6 separate regions of the Mus musculus genome follow, and regions 1, 2, 3, 5 and 6 are each linked to region 4. A link is a contact called in public HiChIP or PLAC-seq and promoter capture Hi-C data. All regions are on one chromosome and are shown on one strand. Each heading gives the region's core, a stretch centred on a gene start, on an enhancer-like site or on the middle of the called end of the contact. The rest is flanking DNA. Distances are from core to core; before and after follow the strand shown. Region 1 overlaps Brd4 (bromodomain containing 4). Region 2 overlaps Rrp1b (ribosomal RNA processing 1 homolog B (S. cerevisiae)). Region 3 holds the start of Zfp871 (zinc finger protein 871). Region 4 holds the start of Cyp4f17 (cytochrome P450, family 4, subfamily f, polypeptide 17). Region 5 holds the start of Zfp811 (zinc finger protein 811). Region 6 holds the start of Ephx3 (epoxide hydrolase 3).

Region 1 (2,916 bases), core at 247-2,746, 300 kb before region 4:
GGAGTCTCAGAAAAAGATGGAAGGGACGAAGAGAGGAAACACACTGTGATCAGGCTTTGCACACAGAGCAGCACCACATGTATGCATAGAGGAGGATTATTATCACCCTCTAGGAGATGCCACCCACCCAGAGGACCCCAGATGACCAGGGAGGCTGGGCAGGATAGCCAGGCAGTCTTTGTACAGAGAGGCCCAGGCAGCAGGCCAGGCAGGCAGCCTTCCTGAAGGTGAAACTAGGTGTGTGCTGCTGGACATGACTAATCCACCCCAGGGGATAGGCCCAGGGCTCTGAGCAATTCCATAACTTGATGGAGTCCTGTCCCTTTCACAGAAGAAAATGGGACTTAAGCTATAGCTCGCTGGGAAGGAATCTGGAACTGAAGACCGTTTTATTAAGAGTCCGTGTCCAATGATTAGGCAGGACCTAATAGAGGGAGAAAGAAACCAGTGTGAGAGAATGGTGTGGAATGTACCGTTCAAGTTACAAGAACAGAAGAATTGCAGACTGGGCCAGGTTCTGTGCCCTAGTGACTGAAAGGGCTCAAGAAGACCTTGTTGGAAACCAAGAGCCCCATCCTTGACTGGCCTGCCTTGGCAGGGATGGATAAATCTACACCACAGAAAGGCCACAGTGTATGTACAAGTCTCTAAAATTGTTTGAAGCTTGTCTGCACTTCTAAACAAAACTGATTCTGCTAATGAGTTCCATGTGCCCTGACTATGTATTCTGGTATTTTCTTTACTCCTGAAGTCCCTCTTACATGTGAGAGGTGCCCACTGCCCCCAAGCTATCTCACCAGCCAGGTGTGTCAAAGTCACCAGGAACCAGCTTCAGAAAAGCAAACTACCAACCCTTTCTCATAGAGTGGTCAGAGAAGAAAAGCCCCCAATTAAAAAAAAAAACTTCCCACTGAGGAAGGCATAGAGCAGAGCCATTTCTGTCTATTTCCACATCTCTATTAAAAGCAAATTGGTGACATAACAATTGTTGAGGGAAGGAAGAGGTCAAAGAGGCCTTATCCTTTCCATCCTTTTTCAGGACATCCAATATGGATTCTGGTCCAGAGAGGGGTCTGGACTGGTTCCCACATGTAGCAGAGTGGCGCCACTGCTGGAATTATAAATGTTACAATCCCTAGTCCCAGAACATGCCTGGGAAAACCCCGCCCACTCAGCCACATTCCACAAAGCTGGCCCTCACTCTGGGGAAGCCCAATCAATCCCTTCAAACTCCTGAGCTTCTGGAGGTGCCACCTGGCTCAGTACATTTCCTACTCTCAAGAGGCCTTAACCCTTTCTGAAGTAACTGTCACATTCTGATAGCAGGATCACTATACCCCTGAAGGGAAGTCTCAAAGATCCTGGGGCCAGGGAGCTGAAGCTGGCTCCCTGATCAGAGTCTCTAGAGTGTGTCTCATTGCCCCTGTCTGCACTTCCCAGCTCCAGCCTTTCCAAAACACCACGCATTCCTCTTTACCCTGGAGCTATTAAGGAACACCCACATGTTCCAATCCTGGGAAAAGGAAGTAAGACTAAAATAGCTGGACCGTGCTCTTGCATGAACAGACTGCGCTTCCAGAGCTTTCTCACTGTATGGCTCCAATCCCACTCTAGGCCAGGCAGCTGAGGTACACTATAGGGGTGACTCCAGAGTGGATGCACATAATTAGCTATGTAGCTACCTATACTCACAAAGACCTGTGGAAAATATATGAGGAGAACCAGATATTAGCAATATAATGAAAGAACTTTACCCCATATGAAGGATGATCTGATTCTATACTGGTGACTGAGAGAGTTCTGGGAAAGGAGAGCCACAGTGTCTTACACCCTGACTTTCCCCGCCCAAGTTTGAAGACTTCCTAAAGTTGAAGGGAGTTACACCTGGGCCTTATTCTGTTTATTCTAACATGGAACCAGTAAGCAGTTCCAGACTCAAGCTAGAGTCAAAGCTCAATGAAAAACAGAACAGCCCAACTACAAATAACTGGGTTCAAGACAAATGTCACGAAGGGCCACTGGTGCAGTTGCTACACATGGAGGATCACACAGTGGCTGGAATCCAGCCAGTAAAGCATCCCACCCACTCATCGTCAGTGTGGTCTAACCCTATGCATTCTTGTATACCTTCTAGCCCCTACTGAATGCTTCTCTTCAGTTGCTTTAGATGGTCTGTATCACCGGGGCCATGGTAGTACAATTGACCCTTAGTACAAATAACAAAAATAGGTTCCATGAGAAATTTTAGCTTTAATTCAAGTAGAAAAATAAGAACATGAAAAACATAAACTAGACCCAAAGACCAAAGTGAAACAACTTCCGTGTCTACACCATCTCTACCTTGGCCTCCTGACATGGTAGTACTACTTGTTACAGAGGCTAGCTAAGGTGGCTGGGCTTCCTGGACCCAGGAGATCAGCTACTAGAGTATTCACCCACCTCTGCACTCCAAATATCACAAACAGCAGTACCTGTGTGGTATGAGGAGACAGAAGATGTTTTGCTAGTATATGCATGTGTCCATGGATGACCATGTCTTTTTGTGTCTTATGTGGGGTTCTAAAACAAAATCTCATGTTAACAGCTTCACAAGACAGCACTCTGTACATAGTAGGAAATAAAAACTAGTGGTCTGAACGAAGACAAGTGGAGGCCAGCCAAAAATGGGAAGGATATCATCTGGAATGAAGGAGAGGCTCAGCCCAGGAGCCAAAATGGTCAGGGTCCATAGCCAAGGCCTAAAAGTCTGCGATCAGCAGCTCCATGACTTTAAATCCCACCCTCCTTCCCGCCAGGACAGCCGTTCCCAGGGCTCTCGGGTTACTTGTTGCACAAGCTTTCTACTTAAGTGAGGAGGCGGGTTAGGGGAAAAAAGTCTTCTTTCTGTAACAGTAGCAAAAAGCTGCTGGAAATGCC
Region 2 (2,943 bases), core at 355-2,854, 460 kb before region 4:
ACTGACCTACGCCTGCCATTATCTAGTGCTCTGAGAACCAAATACATGTTGATCCCAGGGAGTTTAAATCCAGTGGAGAGCCTAAAACAGTCCCTTGAAGCTGACAGAGGAGCTGTTTCTTCTCTTGGGACCTCACGTTGTTATGCAGTATGAGCAGTAAACTACATATTTTTGTCTGTTCTTTGAAAAGAAGGAGGTATTGGTGATAATGTCTTTAAAAAAACAATTGTGTGGTTGATTTGTTGTTGTTGTTGTTGTTCTTCTTCTTCTTCTTCAGCCAAATCACACTGTTTTTGGACATCCTGATGAAGGAGATCCTGAGTCCTGAGAGTCAGTCTCCCAATGGCGTGAGAACCCACTTGATTGATGTGTACTTGGAGGAGCTTACCACAGTGGGAGGGGCGGAGGTGAGGAGCAGTGCCGTCCGCCCCACCCAGCAGAGGGCTGGGACTGCCATGCCTGGGGTGGCTATGGGTACTATCAGAAACAGCAGCCTCCTTGGGCTTCTCCCATCCTGGGACCCTGTCTCAGACAGCTAGTGGACTTGTAGACAGAACTGCACACTGTACATATATCTAGAAGTCTTACCTATAAAGTAGGATTGTGCCACACACAGCTTCAGGAGTAGCTGAGGCAGGAAGGTCATTTGAGCTAGGAATGAAGGCCCATGTAAAGGCTTGGTGCTATACATCTATAATCTCAGCACTGAAACAGCTAAATCTCATGTTCCAGGGTGGCCCATGCTACTTAGCAAGACCCTGCCTCCTCCCCCTGCAGAAAGAGTTGGAAACAGTTTTCAGGGTTCAACAGAAGAAAAAAAAATGGCAGGCTATGTTGAGTGAGTATTTCCAAAGCTGTGTGGAAAGGCAGTAGATAGCACTACACATATTACCCAATATAAGCAGACAAAACGCTGGAAGGAAAAGGTGCGCTTTTATAGACAGATGATTTTCTTAGTTTGGGAGTATAAACAATTTCTACTCTTCTCTTTGACATTCTGTAGTGAATGTTTTGTACATATATTAAGTAAAGGAACTTATAAATGAAAATTTTTTGAGAGGAGCAACCACGTACACTTCTACTGAATCAGTGAACGAGTGAATGAAGTGTAAACATAAAGAATGGCTTTGTCTCGTGCTGAGTCAGCACCAGCATGAGAATAGTATTCATAGTTTCCTTGCCTTTCTGGAGCTAGCTAGGACCTTCTGCTAGGCAGGTGCCACAACCAGCTGTCTGGAGAGGTACGAGTGCCGCAGTTTAGCTCTGACCAGTTGGTGCTTTGAGTCACTGCACTAAAACACCCAGAAAGCCAGAGCGGGGCTCTGGGATTCCTGTGTCTGGGACTGCTTGGGCGGGCATGCGTGCAGCTGATCTGACCTGTGAGAAGGGCAGGTGCTTCCTGTCCTAGAACATGTCAGAGAAGAGAAAAGGCTATCTTCCCTTACTTTCCCTCTGTTTTATGTCTGAATTGCAGCTCTTAGCGGACCAGAACCTCAAGTTAATCGATCCATTCTGCAGAATTGCTGCCAAGACTAAGGAGTAAGTGGCTCTGGCCCGTGCGTTCTCACTGCTTCCTTGGTGCCCTTGGGTGGGGTTCTGTCACGCAGTACAGTACCAAGCAGTCGTCTAGTGTAAGGAGCACCCATTCCTAACACCCCTCACAGGCCTGAGGCCAGGCCAGCCCAGGCTACACAAGATCTTGCTCAGACAAAAGAAGGCATAGGTTCTGGCCCATCAGCAGCACCTGGTTGCCAATCCAGGACCCTCTCCCACACCAGACTCCCACCTTCTGTCTGTCTGTCCTGTGGCATGCCGTGATCCCTTGAATCTTGAGTGGACCTGCTTCAGGGGTATCTGAGTCCCAGTTAACAGTTGGTGGGCACACTAGGCCCCAGGCAGGCACGTGCATATGCACACACTTACCGGAGTTGTTCTTCGTTGTATTCCTGTCTGCACAGGCTCCAGGCCAAGTGTTTTCATCCTGTTCTCTCCGATGTGTTTCTGCCCTCAGCCACACGCTGGTACAGACTGTAGCGAGGGGTGTTTTTGAAGTCATTGTAGATCAGTCTGCCTGTGTACCTCAAGAGTCTGTGGAGGAGCGGAAAACCAAAGAGGATGGCAGTGGCTTCCCTACGAAGGCGTTGGCCTGTAGGAAGGCAGTCAGTGGGAAGAAGGCTGGTGAGAGGCTTCCTCTTATACTCTTTCCTTTCTGTTGGGTCGATTGGCTGCCTGGGTTTTCCTCATTTCTATATACCAGTTTTGTCTGTGTGCACGAACGCGTGTGCTCGCGCACACTTTCATGTGGAGGCCAGATGTCAGCACTGGGAGTCACTGTTCAGCTTTCACCCACCCCTATTTTGAGGTGAGGTTCCTCATTGCCCTGGAAGATGCCTAATTAGGCTGGACTGGCTGGCTGGTGAGTCCCAGGGATACGCCTGTTGCTGCCTTCCCTGTGCTGAGCCCAGAAGCCTGTACTGCCATGCCCAGGAGTTTTTTATGTGAATTCTGAAGGTTGAATCCGGGCCCCTTGTACTTGCCTGATGAAGCCTGCTGGCTCCTCTGTTCTTGGTTTTTAAGTCTTCATCAAGCACTTTGTTGACATCTCACTGCATATAGACCTCCCAAAAAATAAATCAGGGTACATAAAAGACACATGTGGACAGTTGGTCCCAACACCACTCACACTAGGCCAAGTTCTTTCTGTCCCTCCTAGCCCATTCACCTCCTTTGTGAGACGTTTGGCCTGTGCCTGTGAGAACTGCCGTGCAGTCAGGAGCACTTGTTCCCTTGGCTCCCCTCCAGCACACAGCTTCCTTCCTGCAGGCTTGAGTCCTTTTGTGGGGGTAGGGTTGTTCAGTATGGGGTTGGTCCTAGGGGCAAAACCTGGAGCTTCGCATATAAAATAAAGACCAGGATTTTTAGGAGACCAGTTTCAAGTATCTC
Region 3 (2,948 bases), core at 345-2,844, 280 kb after region 4:
TACACAACAACTAAAAAATAAAATATAAAAACAAAAGTCAATGTGTAGAAAGATCTGAAGGCAGCAGCCGTTATGACAGAGCCAGACTCCAGCCGCACGCATGTGTATGGCTACGCCTATCCAGTGAGTTTAGGAAGAGCAGAAGAAGGTAGAAATGCTAAGATTCACTGACTTACAGGCACAGGTCATGGAATTTAAAGACAGCTTCCCCTTGAATCTGTGAGTGACAAGAGTGAGGAAGCCAGGGCAGACCACTCAGTGATACCGTAGGGAATATCTGCTTTCCAACAACGTCAAGCCTAGAATGACTCCATTTTATTAAATAACAACCTGGACTAGTTACTCAAAGCCCCTCCCCCGAAAAAGGAAGGGCAGTACAACTTGTTTACGCAAGCAAAAAAAAAAAAAAAAAAAAAAGGCCCACTATCTCCTAGAAAACTAGGAGGGACAAACTGACAATATCAACAACTAAAAATATACCAAATTGTATTAGAAACACCACACAAAGTATACAACATATAATCCCCTCACCTGGCACTACGAAGGAGCATCCCCAAGCCCAAAGGATGGCAGGCAACTGTCACACTTACCCACAGGGAAGAACTGAGTCAGTCCTTTGGACTCCATCTCCAGTGCGGTTTCTCCTGCCCAGGACATTCAGCCAACTTCAAATTGACTTACTTCAACGTTCGGTGCGCGTATACTTGACATCTCTGTGTCTACACTGCTAGGACATCATCATTGGTCCCCTTTCAGATTCTTCTTTGCACCCGCCTCAGCTCAATGCCTCCTACTTCAGGACAGACTCTAAACTCAACCACTTTGGCTCTTAGTCATTCTGTGATCTGCACATTTTGTATGTTTTTGTGTGAAATGTTCATGTGTGATCTTCCAGTTAACGTTAGCAATTAGATTGTTATATAAAAACGCGTTGATTGCCAATGGCTGGTTAGCAAAATCGGGACTACTGGATTAATTATTAACGAAATACACATGACTTGTGAATTATTAATTATTCGATAAATTCTGGCATTGGAAACACACAAACTTGTCCCCCCTGTTTATGACAACACGCCCAGGACACAAGGTCACCACACCCTGCGGCTTCCCTGCCCCCCAACACACACACACACACACACACACACACACGAATTCCAGGGTCCCGTGTCTCACCGCGACGCTGCCGCCACCGCCCAGGCTGCGGAGCCGCGTCGCTGCGGGTGCCCGGATGCCTAGGGAGGCCATGGCCGCAGCACTGAGCTCTTAGCAAAGGACAGGACCGCAGCTCTGCCTGATGGCCCAGCTCCACCCAGAGGGACCCGGGCAGCGCGGCCCAGCAGAGCAGATGAGATGCAGACTCAGCTGCCCTGGAAGGCCGCGTCCCCACTGCCGCCTCCGCTTCTAGCGGCGCCCTCCCCGCAGCCGGGACGCCTGGCCGCACGTACCATTTCCAATCACCGGGTGTCCTGCTGTTCTCCGGCAGCTCTTGCAGTAAGTGGATGGAACACAGACACTGGGGAAAACAACCTGCGGGTCTCTCTCCACAGAAGACACAAACGCCTAAAATGGCTGGACGGGAAGTGGCATCCTCCGCTTCTGTGCCCGCCCTCTCTCAACATCTGAAAATCTCATTGGACAGTTTATGCAGCCAAGCAACTTTTCTTACTGGCCAGTGAGTCACGTGCACGCCTCCCAATGCTTAAATGACAGAAAAAGCATCCTCTCGAGTGTACTGTGGCGCCAAACCTCTAATCCGAACGTAAGGCTTGATACTTGGGGTCTAAACTGGAGGTGGGATTCCCAAACTCTACTTCTGGCGTTACGTGTGAAGGGGATGAATACTTTATATTTTACATGGATTTAAACATACGTAGAAGTCTATTCTTTAACAAAGCAAAGATGTCGGCTAAATTCTATTTGCGTGAGTGAGAAATGGCATTGAAAAGAATGATGTGAATTATGCCTATTTGGCTGCGCTTCTAATATTCTCTCTCATTTTGTGATCGATGGTTGTCACCAAGGTCTCTGTGGCTGGGGATTTACCCATTCTGCTTACTCTTTTCAAATTCTCTCTTGAACCCACCTCGCCACTATTGCCCTCACAAAGTCACTTCTAGAGCAAAACATTTTGGGAATGGAAGGACACAGAACCATTCTTAAGATTCGAAGCATTCCAAAGATTCTTCAGTAAGTGGAAGTTTGCGCAGGTCGCAGCGGAGCTCCAGGACTCTGAACACATAAACCTGGAATACTCCACAGATGACTTCCAGGGCAGACATTCCTGCAATCAGGAGAACCAGCCTGACTGCGGAGGTAGAACTAAGTTCACAGAGGAATGGTAGAAATCAGAAAGGAAGCCTTGAAGAGAGAAGATTGGAATTGTAAGCCTGCTCTGGGTGCTGAAAGCGTTATAAGAGGCCGGGGGTGGGGGGGTGGGGGTGGGAAGCAGTAGACAGATAATAGATTCCTGCTGTGAAGAAGGTGAAGAAGGTGCAAGCTTGGAACAATGTCAGGGAACCTGCAGACAGGTATTTTAAGTGATATTTTAGAAGACAGGAGCGAAAATAGGAAAGCTAAAAAGACTTGAGGCGCAGCCAGCAAGATGACTAGATGGCATTTACAGATTTTGTTTAAGAATTTATTATTTTTTTAAAAATATGTTTGTGTGTCTGTGTGCATGTCACGCAAGAACAGATGCCCATGGAGGCCAGAAGAGGGCACTGAATCCGCGGAGATGGACTTATAAACTGCAGAACGTGGGTCCTGGTACAGAATTTGGGTACTTTACAAAAACAATATGCACTCTAAACCACGAAGCCAGCGTTCCAGCCCCCAACTCTTCAGACTCCCACCCAGTTCTCTCTTCTTCACATTTATAAAAAATATTTAATATTTACTGACAAATTAGCAGACTGTGTCCTTCTCTGCTTTCCATTTTTACCTCTTTT
Region 4 (2,974 bases), core at 285-2,784:
GGCTTGTGTTGACTATGGTGGTAAGAGCTTTTTACCCACGGAAGCATCTCACCGGGTTATGAGTGACTTCTCTATTCTTTCTCACTAGTTTTCATTTGAAGATTCTTTTGTCAGATGATAGAACAGCAACACACTTGCTTGCTTGTGTTCTAGGTCCATTTCCTTGGCATACCCTTAAAAGTCTGTGAACTAACATTTTATTTATTTGTGTGTGTGTGTGTGTGTGTGTGTGTGTGTGTGTGTGTGGGCACACGTGCCTGTCATGCCATGGGTGTGGAGGCCAGAGGACAGTTTGCAGGAGTCAATTCTCTCCTTTCATCATGCTGGTCAGTTCTATGGAGCAGAGTGAAGCTGTTAGTCTTGGCTGCAGGTGCATTCACACTGAGCCATCTTCCTGTCCCCTGAGATAGCTTAGCGTCCTTTCACCCTGAGCTAGAATCTTATCTGCCTCTTGTAGTGAGATATTTCTTAGAAGCAGCAGATCCATGCTTGTGCCTTTATCTGGGGTGCAGTTGAGACTGAGAACACCCGAGTTATTGAAAGGTGTTTGTTGATTCCTGCAATTTTGTTGATTTTGTTTTCCTCCTTCTTCCTCTCTTGCTTTAATAATATTCTAGTGTGTTTTATTTATTTATTTATTTATTTCCTGGACTTTGTGGCCTGATTTCCCCCTCTTCAGCCTGAAGGATTCTATCAAGCATCTTCTGTAGAGCTGGCTCAGTGCTCATAAATGCCTTTGTTCTATTTTTACCGCTGATAGTTAAAAAAAATGTCCTTCTTTATGACAGACAGCTTTTCTGGATGCAGCAGTCTGGGTTGGCAGTTATAGATATCTTTTACGGCTTGAAGTCCGTCACTTGCGCATCCTTGGGCTTTTACCCTTTCAGTTGAATGAATAATAGTGTTATTCAGATGGGCCTGCCTTTGTATTGTGAATGGTGTTTTTCTCTTGGAGCTCTCAACGTGGTGCTGCTGACCCGGAGCCCACAACCCCCTCTCTCTTCTCGCCTGCCTGGATTTCCCCACGACTGGCGGCTCAGCTTGACCCCTCCCACCTACTTCCTAACTGAACTCTGGTCCCTCAGCTGGGAGTTTTAATCTTCAGAATCTCTTTTAGTCCGTTCCAGCACGGCCGGATTCTTTGTTTCTGGAAGTCTTGTCTCCACTCGGAACCTGGATTACTTGGAGGGAGAATTCTGCCAGGTTGTGCAGCTGGTAGGCAGAGGCTCGGATCCTTTCAGTCCGAACTGGAAAACACTGCCTGCTGCCCTCTAGCCTGCAGGTCCTCAGAGGACCTGCGGAGCCTAGTGAGAACGGGACAGATTGTAAACTTTGGGTCTCTAGACACCTTTGTCTTGGTTCAGATGGAAGGTGTTGAATCCTGAGGACCCTGCTTGCCTGGACATGTGACCCTGGATTGGCTCCAATTGCTTCGGGTTGGCCCCGCCCCCGCCCCGCCCCCGCCCCCGCCCCCCGCATTTTGATATTCTACCCAGGCTGGGAGGAGGGCTCTGGGCCACCGAGGGATTGGCTCAGTCCAGCTCATCGTCCTGCTCAGCCGGTAGCCAGGATCAAAAACATTTCCAGGGAAGAGCGGACGTTTCTGGGACGCATTACTCCTGAGAAAAGGTGCCGGACTTGGGACACACGGAAGGCCCCTACTGAACAGTGGAAGCTCTGTTACAGCTGGGGTGGCTCTGCAGGCAGGCCTGATTTCCCAGTTACTACGCTACATACCTGTGCTTCAGTCTAGGCCAACGCAGACTATAAACAGATCCTATCTGCCTCTCTCCTGCCTGATTCTCTGTCTCTCCGTAGCCCTGGGTGTCCCTTTTCCTTCCTGTGTTCTAGTCCTCTAAGTCACCATCTCTGTCCAGTGACCATGGAGGGCCACCTCTGTCTCCTGGGCCTCAGGATCTCACTTCTGGCCTATCTTTCTTGCAGGATGCTACAGCTGGGCCTGTCCTGGCTGGGACTGGGGCCTGGAGCTGCCTTCCCATGGCAACTTCTGCAGTTGGTTGGGGCCTCCTTGTTCCTGGCTCGAATTCTGACCTGGATTTGTGCCTTCTATGACAACTACTGCCGTCTCCGCTGCTTCCCCGAGCCCCCTTCGCGGCACTGGTTTTGGGGTCACATGAGCATGGTGAGTGTGGCAGCAGGTAGGTCTGGTGTGTCAGGAAAGGCTCTTAGGAACCTGGGAGTCGTGAGAGGGTGGAGAGGTGAGGGAGGGAGGCTGAGTGAGTCTCTATCTAGTCACATACCCGGCATATCTACTCCTGGCCTCTGTCTACACCACGTTTTGAGGCTTTTTTCTTTTTTGCCCTTTCTCGTTCCCAGCTAACTTCGGATCACATTCTGATAAGAACTCATGTTTTAAGATCTCTTTCTGTTGCTTGTTCAGTCCTGTTCTGTGTTGTTAGTGCCCCCCACCCCACCCCACCCCAGGATAGGTTGAGGGAGCAGAGCTCTCCCCCTCAATGTGCTATTTCACTTAACGTTGTTGGAGTTGAGCCTTTCTAGTGGAATAAATTGGGTATGCTCCTTTCTTAGCCCATCTCTGCTGGCCAGAGTCTCTTGAGGGACAGCGATGCTGAATGGCAGAAGTTGACATCCCTCCTCTCCAATTTTTAAAATTCTTTCTCTCTCTCTCTCTCTCTCTCTCTCTTTCTTTCTTTCCTTTCTTCCTTCCTTCTTCTTCTTTCTTTTTTTAAATGAGATTTATTATATATTGTATATAATATATAAAACATATAATATATTTTTATATATTTATTATATATTATATAATATATAAAATATATAATATATATATATTATATATTATATATATATTTTATATGTATGTATCTTGCCAACATTGGTGCTTGTGTACCATGTGTGTGCCTATTGCTCAAAGAGTTCAGAAGAAGGCATTGGATCTCCCAGAACTGGAGTTATAGGTGGCTGTGAGCTACCTTGTAGGTTTTAGAAATCA
Region 5 (3,139 bases), core at 29-2,528, 300 kb after region 4:
CTAGAGCAACCTGCAAGGCTCATTGGAAAAGCAGGTGCCACTGAAATGAGACAAGGAAAAGACGGCGGGGGGTGGGGGGGGGTGGGGGGGGTGGGGGGGGGTGGAGGGGGGCGTGGGGGCGGGCTGCTTGTAGTTAGTTCATGTTGCAGGTTATGCCAAACCTAGAATGGCTCCATTGTGTTCAGCAACAACGTTAATCTGATTTGCTCGAGTTTTAAGCATAAGATCTCATAGAGGAAAAAGAGCTACTATTTGCCAGCACTCCAGAAGGCACAAAGTGACATCAGTAAACAACTCCTGAAAATGTACCAAATTTTATCAAAAACACTAGACGCATGAGCTTATCAACCACAATATATGCAACCCCTCACCTGAATTTCTACAAGGAGCACCCCAAAACCAGAGTGTGGCACACAGGCAGTGATCACAGGGTCAGCTGTCAAGAGAAGGGGAATAACCGTGGGCAAGGACTCCCTCCCGCCTTTGTCCTCGCAGTTTCTCCGGCTTAGTTGATCGATGAGAATTATTCGATCCTCAACAGCCCTCTTTGTCCCCGTATTAGCTCCAATGCCTGGACTCCAGTAAAGCTTTGTGTGCTTTCAAGCCTTTCTAACACTTTCTTAACCATTCTGCAACCTGTGTTTTGGTTCATTATTGTGTGAAATGTTAATATGTGGTTTAATGTTAGTGATTAAGATTGGAATAAAAGAGCAGTGGCTGCCCACGGCCAGAAAGAAGGCAAAATCGGGCTTACTTGGAAAACTGTAGTCAAGGAAAAAGAATTTATTGGCTATTTAATAAATCGTGACAGTGTAAAAAAGATCCATGTCTCTGTATGTTTCAGAATAACATGCACAAGATCCGGGGGTCAACACACCTCTTACCTCCTCTGGTGCAGAACCCCCAACCCGAGTACCTAGTCTCCACCACCCTCTGCCACCACCACCCACTCTGCCTAGACCTGGCACTGCGAGAGACCAGATGTGTCTGCTTCAGTGAGCGCTCAGCAAGAGACAGGGCAGCCTGGACCAGCTCCACCCGGAGGATCCCGCTCTGAGGCTCATCAGAGTCAGAGAGACCCCTCTGCAGACGAGAGCTGTACCCCACTGCCACAATCGCCCGCACGAACCATTTCCAGAGACATGATGTCCTAGTGTCCTCTTGTAGTTCCTGCAGTCAGTGGAGGTGAGGCAGAAATGGAGTAGAGAGAGAGAGAGACCTGGAGATTCCCTGTACAGATGCTAACAATCCAGATCCCCAAATAAGGCGGGGACCAAAAGGGGATGTCTCAGTGATACGTAGCGGCCATCTTCCTAATGCCTGGATATTTCATTGGATATGCATCCCAAAACAACTTGCCTGGTTGGCCATCAATCCACAGACCCGCCTCCTAAAGCTTTAGCGACTGGAGGAGCACACTCACCTACCACATTGAGATTCAAATTAGAAATTTTAGGTTCAAGCCTACCCAGACTGCATAGAGTACTTTCCTAGATCCTCACTGGCCCCACAGTGGGAAAGGGCAGAAGCAGAGCCCTGTCCCAGCTTTCCTGACCCAACACTTGCTCAGCGGGCAATTCTTGCTTCCTCCCCTTTCTGATGGGGTTACAGAAGCACAGAGGGATTCCAGACTCGGTGTCTATGGAAACAGCCCCATCGCACCATAGAAGACAAAAGGCATACCAGGTCTGGAATAGGAGAGAGAGGGGAGAGGGGAGAGGGGAGAGGGGAGAGGGGAGAGGGGAGAGGGGAGAGGGGAGAGGGGAGAGGGGAGAGGGAGAGAGGGAGTAAGGGAGGGAGGGAGACAGACACAGAGAGAGTGTGTGTGAGGGAGGGATGGAGGCTACCTATATTCAGTCAATAGCATAGAAAACATATGAAGGAATGAAATTATTGAAGGCATACAGAAAGTGGAATTTATAGAAAGAGGTCAAACATACCAGCAAAGTCCTCACGCTTTAACAAGGATCCAGTGTTTAATTTGACCCAGTGACTTCTGGTGTGTTCCACAAGCACACTATTATCTGACTCCAAATAGTCAATGTTTGGACAGGAGGTGCTGTACAGTTCAGCTTGTCCATGCAGATATATACAAGGGTCAAATGCAAGAGAGACACTGAGTCAGATTGTTCCTGATGGCTGTTACTAAACTTGAGGTCACAGTCTATAAGAAGCCAGGTTCAGCCACCCAACCTCGTGAAGACAAACATGCAAATTAGTAGGGAAAACCAGAAAAGAAGAAATTTATGCAATGTGGCTATGTTGGGAAGAGGAACAAAAAGACCCAGTGATTCCCCACTAGTCTATCTTGGGGTTACTAAAGTGAGACTGAAGTTTAAGTTAAAGCCCAGGGCATACTAAGCAGTCCAGGATGAGGGGTGATGCCACCCATTACTGGACTGTCACCATCTCTGTGAGGTTGTTCATCCCTTTCCTGGAGGAGATGAGCATCAGCTCTGGCCCAGGGTTTTCTTCTCCCAATACCAGATTCCCAGAGAAATCTCAATTTCTTGGAATTCACTGTTTCAATATTGTTAAAGCTAAAGGCTCTTTTAAGAAAACATTCATTTCTGTCAGGTTAATGTCAAATACAACAGTGGGGCCTAAAAGGGAAGGAAATAAAGAGACTACTCAGAAAGGGCAGCGGTATCCATTTTAAGGCTTTGGAGGAAGAGGTGATCCTGCACTTGGAGGAAGAAGTCTTTTAACGTGTGACTTGGAGGGAAGAAAGATGGCTGCCGCAAACCCATTATACAAGATATGCCATTCGAAGTCCTTAGTGGTCTAGGATCTGGTTGCACAGGGATCCTGATAATTTCTTTTGTGGAAGTATTGGGTTTCAGCTAGGAGTTAATCAGCCTACATTTCCCTGCAGTATTTCAGGCACCCTACTGAGATGTCTGTGACTTTCCAACAGGTTCTCTGGAAAGAAGAGCCTAGAGACAAGGTAACTCTCCCCCATCTTGGGTAGCTTATTTCTCAGAGCTGATTCTGAGACACCTCATGTTGTAGGAAGGTTAGGGTTAGGTTAGGGCTTGTAATCAAACTCCCTAAATGTGCTGTTTAGAGAATGACAGGCCAAGAAACTTAGAGAGAGACCTAGGAAATTTAGACCACATCACAGTCTCCCTGGCACTAA
Region 6 (2,971 bases), core at 238-2,737, 320 kb before region 4:
TCTCAATGCTGGAGAGCACACCTTTTCCCGCTAATATAGTAAACAAATGTGCAACCACTTAACTATACTCCATCACCTCCAACCTGAAAGTGCTCAAGACAATTTACATTACTCCTAAGTGTACTAGCATTTATCTGGATCCCCGTGCCAGGTCACAGGTGAATACACGGGCTTTAGGCATAGTCCAACACACCTTGGATCACTGACATGGGAGGACCATTGGCCACAACCATACGCTCCACTAGGGATGGGTAGTAGATGGAGAACTCCCAGGCAAGGGAGGCCCCCCAGTCGTGGCTCACGAGGATGCACTTGGAGTACCCTGGTGGTGGGAAGAGAGAGACACAATGGTATAAGATACAGTAGGGATGAGGTAGACGTGTAGGAGTAGGTCCCAAAAGGAGCAAAAATGAGAAGATGAGTCATACCCAGGCCTAGGATGGTATCCTTGATGTCATCCAACAACAAGTCAATGGTGTAACAATCCACTTCCTTTGGAGCATCAGAGGGACTATAACCACGCATGTCTACAGCCACGACATGGAAATGGCTCTGAAACTCTCGCAGCTGGTAGCGCCAGCTGAACCTGTTGGGTAAGGGAGTTGGGAGTTTAGTCAGCAGAATGCACCTCCTATACCCAGCTTTGGGCCATCCCACCTTTCTGCTCTGGACTTCTTAGGAAGGAAATAGTGGAATCCCAGGATTACTCAACCCTACCGGTTCCCATTTCCCAAGTACCTCATAGTCAGAACTCTACCTTTCCCTAGTCCAGTGAGCATCAGGATCCAGGGGCCCAGACATACCAGTTCTCTGGGAAGCCATGCAGAAATAGCATGAGTGGCCCATTGCCATGACCAGCAGAGACATAGTGCAGACGCAGGCCGGAACTCTGCAGAAGGACCCAATCTAAGTAAGAGCTGAAGGGTAAGGAAATATGGGAGCTTCCTCCCGAGACTTGAACACCCAAGGATGTTCCAGATCCGACATTTCAACCTCCTTTCTTCAATCCGCATCCGCCCCCTGAAACCTACCTTCACGGGAGGAACACTCACCCTGAGGGTTAGAAAGCAATGCTCGCCCAGCGTGGGGTCTCTCAGGCACTCTGGGGGAGACAACCTCTGGCGGCCGCAGCAGCCCCTGCGAGGACGGCACATCACATGGGTGAGCGCGATGCAGCTGTAGACAAACGCGGCCACCAAGGCAGCCAAGTACACCAGGCTCATCACCAGCGCTCGCAGCAGCTTCAGCGAGAGGCGTGAGGGTGCGAGTAGCGCTGTCACCACAAACTCCGGCATATCCTTGCGCTCTGGGACGACTACAGAGCCGCCGTGGTCGGGAGACTGAGCCAGGGGTGCTGGCGCCAGCAGCCCACCACCTTTGTTTTGGGATTCCACCGTGCTATCGGAGTCCACTGGACCGGTCGAGGAAACAGATGCGCGGCTCGGACAGATACTGCCACCTCTCATGACTCACTCTAAAGTGGCAGCTAAAGTACCTGGGCAGAACGAGACACTTAAGGATGAGGGGGTTGGGGGTGGAGCCTGCGAGGACCTGGTTTCGGAGGTTGCGGAAAGAGGGACCGTGGGCGGAGCCCTAGGACATGCTGGATGGAGTTTAAACAGGAACAGAGAATTAAAATTTCTGTAGCAGGTGGCAGTGTTCAGGACCTAGAAAAGGCTCGGCAGGTAAGAGCACTTGGCAGCACACCTGCCCATCTAACTTTGATCCCAGGGAACCACAAGTGGAAGGAGAGGACTGACTCTCAACTGTTCACACATATACTGCAGCACATGCACCCCTCTATGCTTTAATCTCAGCACTCAAGAGGCCGAGGCAAATGGATCTCTGAGTTCAAGGGCAGATGATTTATATCTAAAGTTCTAGACTAGCCAGAGCTACAACCCCCCCCCCCCAAAAAAAAAAAAAAGCCACTGGCAAAGCTCTAAGGAAGGAGAGTTGAATCCAGGACGAAGGAAGGGAGGAACTCTGAGATGGGTGGAGCTTGGAACTCTGAGATGGGTGGAGCTTTGATCAAAGGAGCGAGGCATATCTAAGGTAGAGGTTAAGGGGTGTGGCTTATGAAGGAGGAAGGGGAATTAGGTGGAGTCTGTATTTGGATGAGAAAGACTGAGGATAGGTTTGTTGGCTTGGGTAGAATCTAGACCCAAGAACGAGTCTGTTCTGGAGCTGGAAAGGGGCAAGAAACTAACGTGAAAGTGAGAGTTTAACAAACCCAGAAGTGGAAGAGCAAATAACGTTACATAGCTGGGAATTGTAGGTAGGTGTGGGCAGTAGGAGTCTCACCGTTTGCCTTCCAAGCTGGAGGGCTTGACCTAGAAGACCCTGCCCTGAATGAGACCCATTGTCCTGGTTCCAACCCTTCTTTGTCCTCTCGTCCCGTTGGCTTAGGGGGTCCATCATCCAGCGGGCACTGGTTTCTAAGGACAGGTGGGGCTTAAGTGCTAAATTGCCAGAGTTGAAGGCCAAGCTCAGATGACAGCCAAGGGCAGACCCTGCCTCCTAGAGAACAGGCTGGATTTGAAACCTGGAGTTGGCCTGGGCATATTGGATTACGGAGGCTCTGGTTGAAAGAGGAAATAGGGCAGTGCCTAGCATGACGGGGCATGGTGTCAAGCAAGAATTGTGTCTCAGTAATGAGTCTGCTTCTCTTGCAACCTTTCCCAAGATCTTAGACTATTTTAGGGACACCCATTATTTAACCCTAGAGTAGCCCTGCATTATCATATCCTCACAGTACAGATTATGAACCTGAAATTTGGGGGTGAGGTCATTTTGCCTGAAGTCATACATCTGGCTTAGCAGCAAAACAACGTAGACATAGCCATCTGTGCTTCATCCAACACCAAGGCTACTGGCAAGCTTTCAGAATCTCTTCTGCTGGTTACTTAGATATCTAGAGGAATATTAGGTATTTAGAGAGATACACTTCCTTTCTTTTTCATCTTTAAAA

The links. Promoter capture Hi-C pulls out the DNA fragments that hold promoters and counts their contacts. HiChIP or PLAC-seq counts read pairs in DNA pulled down with a chosen protein or histone mark.
Region 1: a promoter capture Hi-C map of 3T3-L1-derived adipocytes shows a contact between it and region 4, with 2.7 times the contacts expected there. The contact joins the enhancer-like site here to the promoter of Cyp4f17 in region 4. A contact is called at or near these places in 8 of 39 promoter capture datasets (the 3T3-L1 cell line, 3T3-L1-derived adipocytes, the HPC-7 cell line and 5 more), 1 of 15 datasets of contacts at CTCF or cohesin (large pre-B cells), 24 of 484 Hi-C or Micro-C datasets (the 3T3-L1 cell line, 3T3-L1-derived adipocytes, B cells and 18 more), 3 of 115 datasets of contacts at active chromatin or transcription factors (bone marrow-derived dendritic cells, embryonic stem cells and stem cell-derived neural progenitor cells) and 3 of 9 other capture datasets (adipose tissue, embryonic stem cells and liver).
Region 2: a contact with region 4 is called in an H3K27ac HiChIP or PLAC-seq map of large pre-B cells, with 2.8 times the contacts expected there. The contact joins the enhancer-like site here to the promoter of Cyp4f17 in region 4. A contact is called at or near these places in 1 of 39 promoter capture datasets (the 3T3-L1 cell line) and 5 of 115 datasets of contacts at active chromatin or transcription factors (bone marrow-derived macrophages, embryonic stem cells, large pre-B cells and 2 more).
Region 3: a contact with region 4 is called in an H3K4me3 HiChIP or PLAC-seq map of bone marrow-derived macrophages, with 3 times the contacts expected there. The contact joins the promoter of Zfp871 here to the promoter of Cyp4f17 in region 4. A contact is called at or near these places in 4 of 39 promoter capture datasets (cranial neural crest, embryonic stem cells, frontonasal cranial neural crest and 1 more), 4 of 115 datasets of contacts at active chromatin or transcription factors (bone marrow-derived macrophages, effector CD8 T cells, embryonic stem cells and 1 more) and 1 of 9 other capture datasets (embryonic stem cells).
Region 5: a contact with region 4 is called in a promoter capture Hi-C map of hematopoietic stem and progenitor cells, with 2.9 times the contacts expected there. The contact joins the promoter of Zfp811 here to the promoter of Cyp4f17 in region 4. A contact is called at or near these places in 4 of 39 promoter capture datasets (the 3T3-L1 cell line, the HPC-7 cell line, HPC-7-derived erythroid cells and 1 more), 1 of 15 datasets of contacts at CTCF or cohesin (the NIH/3T3 cell line), 2 of 115 datasets of contacts at active chromatin or transcription factors (bone marrow-derived macrophages and differentiating embryonic stem cells) and 1 of 9 other capture datasets (embryonic stem cells).
Region 6: a promoter capture Hi-C map of neural stem cells shows a contact between it and region 4. The contact joins the promoter of Ephx3 here to the promoter of Cyp4f17 in region 4. A contact is called at or near these places in 16 of 39 promoter capture datasets (the 3T3-L1 cell line, the C10 cell line, the HPC-7 cell line and 11 more), 1 of 15 datasets of contacts at CTCF or cohesin (the NIH/3T3 cell line), 1 of 484 Hi-C or Micro-C datasets (embryonic stem cells), 5 of 115 datasets of contacts at active chromatin or transcription factors (bone marrow-derived macrophages, craniofacial prominence, embryonic stem cells and 1 more) and 2 of 9 other capture datasets (adipose tissue and liver).

Annotation. Positions count from the first base shown.
Region 1 is chr17:32,206,570-32,209,485 of GRCm38.p6, forward strand. All of the region lies in intron 12 of Brd4 (bromodomain containing 4), which reads right to left. Among named protein-coding and RNA genes, the nearest start is that of Ephx3, 19 kb to the left of the region's middle. Within about 2 kb of position 1,497, at least 59 of the 459 cell types and tissues checked have an H3K27ac peak or open chromatin away from gene starts, as enhancers often do. A contact at or near this core is called in 3T3-L1-derived adipocytes, adipose tissue, brown adipocytes and 3 more, where this site is marked.
Region 2 is chr17:32,049,672-32,052,614 of GRCm38.p6, forward strand. Rrp1b (ribosomal RNA processing 1 homolog B (S. cerevisiae)) reads left to right here. Exons shown (of 16, transcript NM_028244.2): 6 at 278-407; 7 at 1,475-1,539; 8 at 2,012-2,178. Among named protein-coding and RNA genes, the nearest start is that of Rrp1b, 15 kb to the left of the region's middle. Within about 2 kb of position 1,605, at least 33 of the 459 cell types and tissues checked have an H3K27ac peak or open chromatin away from gene starts, as enhancers often do. A contact at or near this core is called in microglia, where this site is marked.
Region 3 is chr17:32,786,693-32,789,640 of GRCm38.p6, forward strand. It overlaps Zfp871 (zinc finger protein 871), which reads right to left and starts at 1,595. Exons shown (of 4, transcript NM_172458.3): 1 at 1,446-1,595. The coding sequence starts at 1,448. It overlaps Gm17115 (predicted gene 17115), which reads left to right and starts at 1,702. Exons shown (of 2, transcript NR_168031.1): 1 at 1,702-2,381; 2 at 2,695-2,948.
Region 4 is chr17:32,504,950-32,507,923 of GRCm38.p6, forward strand. It overlaps Cyp4f17 (cytochrome P450, family 4, subfamily f, polypeptide 17), which reads left to right and starts at 1,535. Exons shown (of 13, transcript NM_001101445.2): 1 at 1,535-1,629; 2 at 1,945-2,143. The coding sequence starts at 1,946.
Region 5 is chr17:32,808,653-32,811,791 of GRCm38.p6, forward strand. Zfp811 (zinc finger protein 811) reads right to left here and starts at 1,279. Exons shown (of 4, transcript NM_183177.3): 1 at 1,130-1,279. The coding sequence starts at 1,132.
Region 6 is chr17:32,187,983-32,190,953 of GRCm38.p6, forward strand. It overlaps Ephx3 (epoxide hydrolase 3), which reads right to left and starts at 1,488. Exons shown (of 7, transcript NM_001347341.2): 1 at 1,053-1,488; 2 at 804-889; 3 at 429-586; 4 at 194-322. The coding sequence starts at 1,466.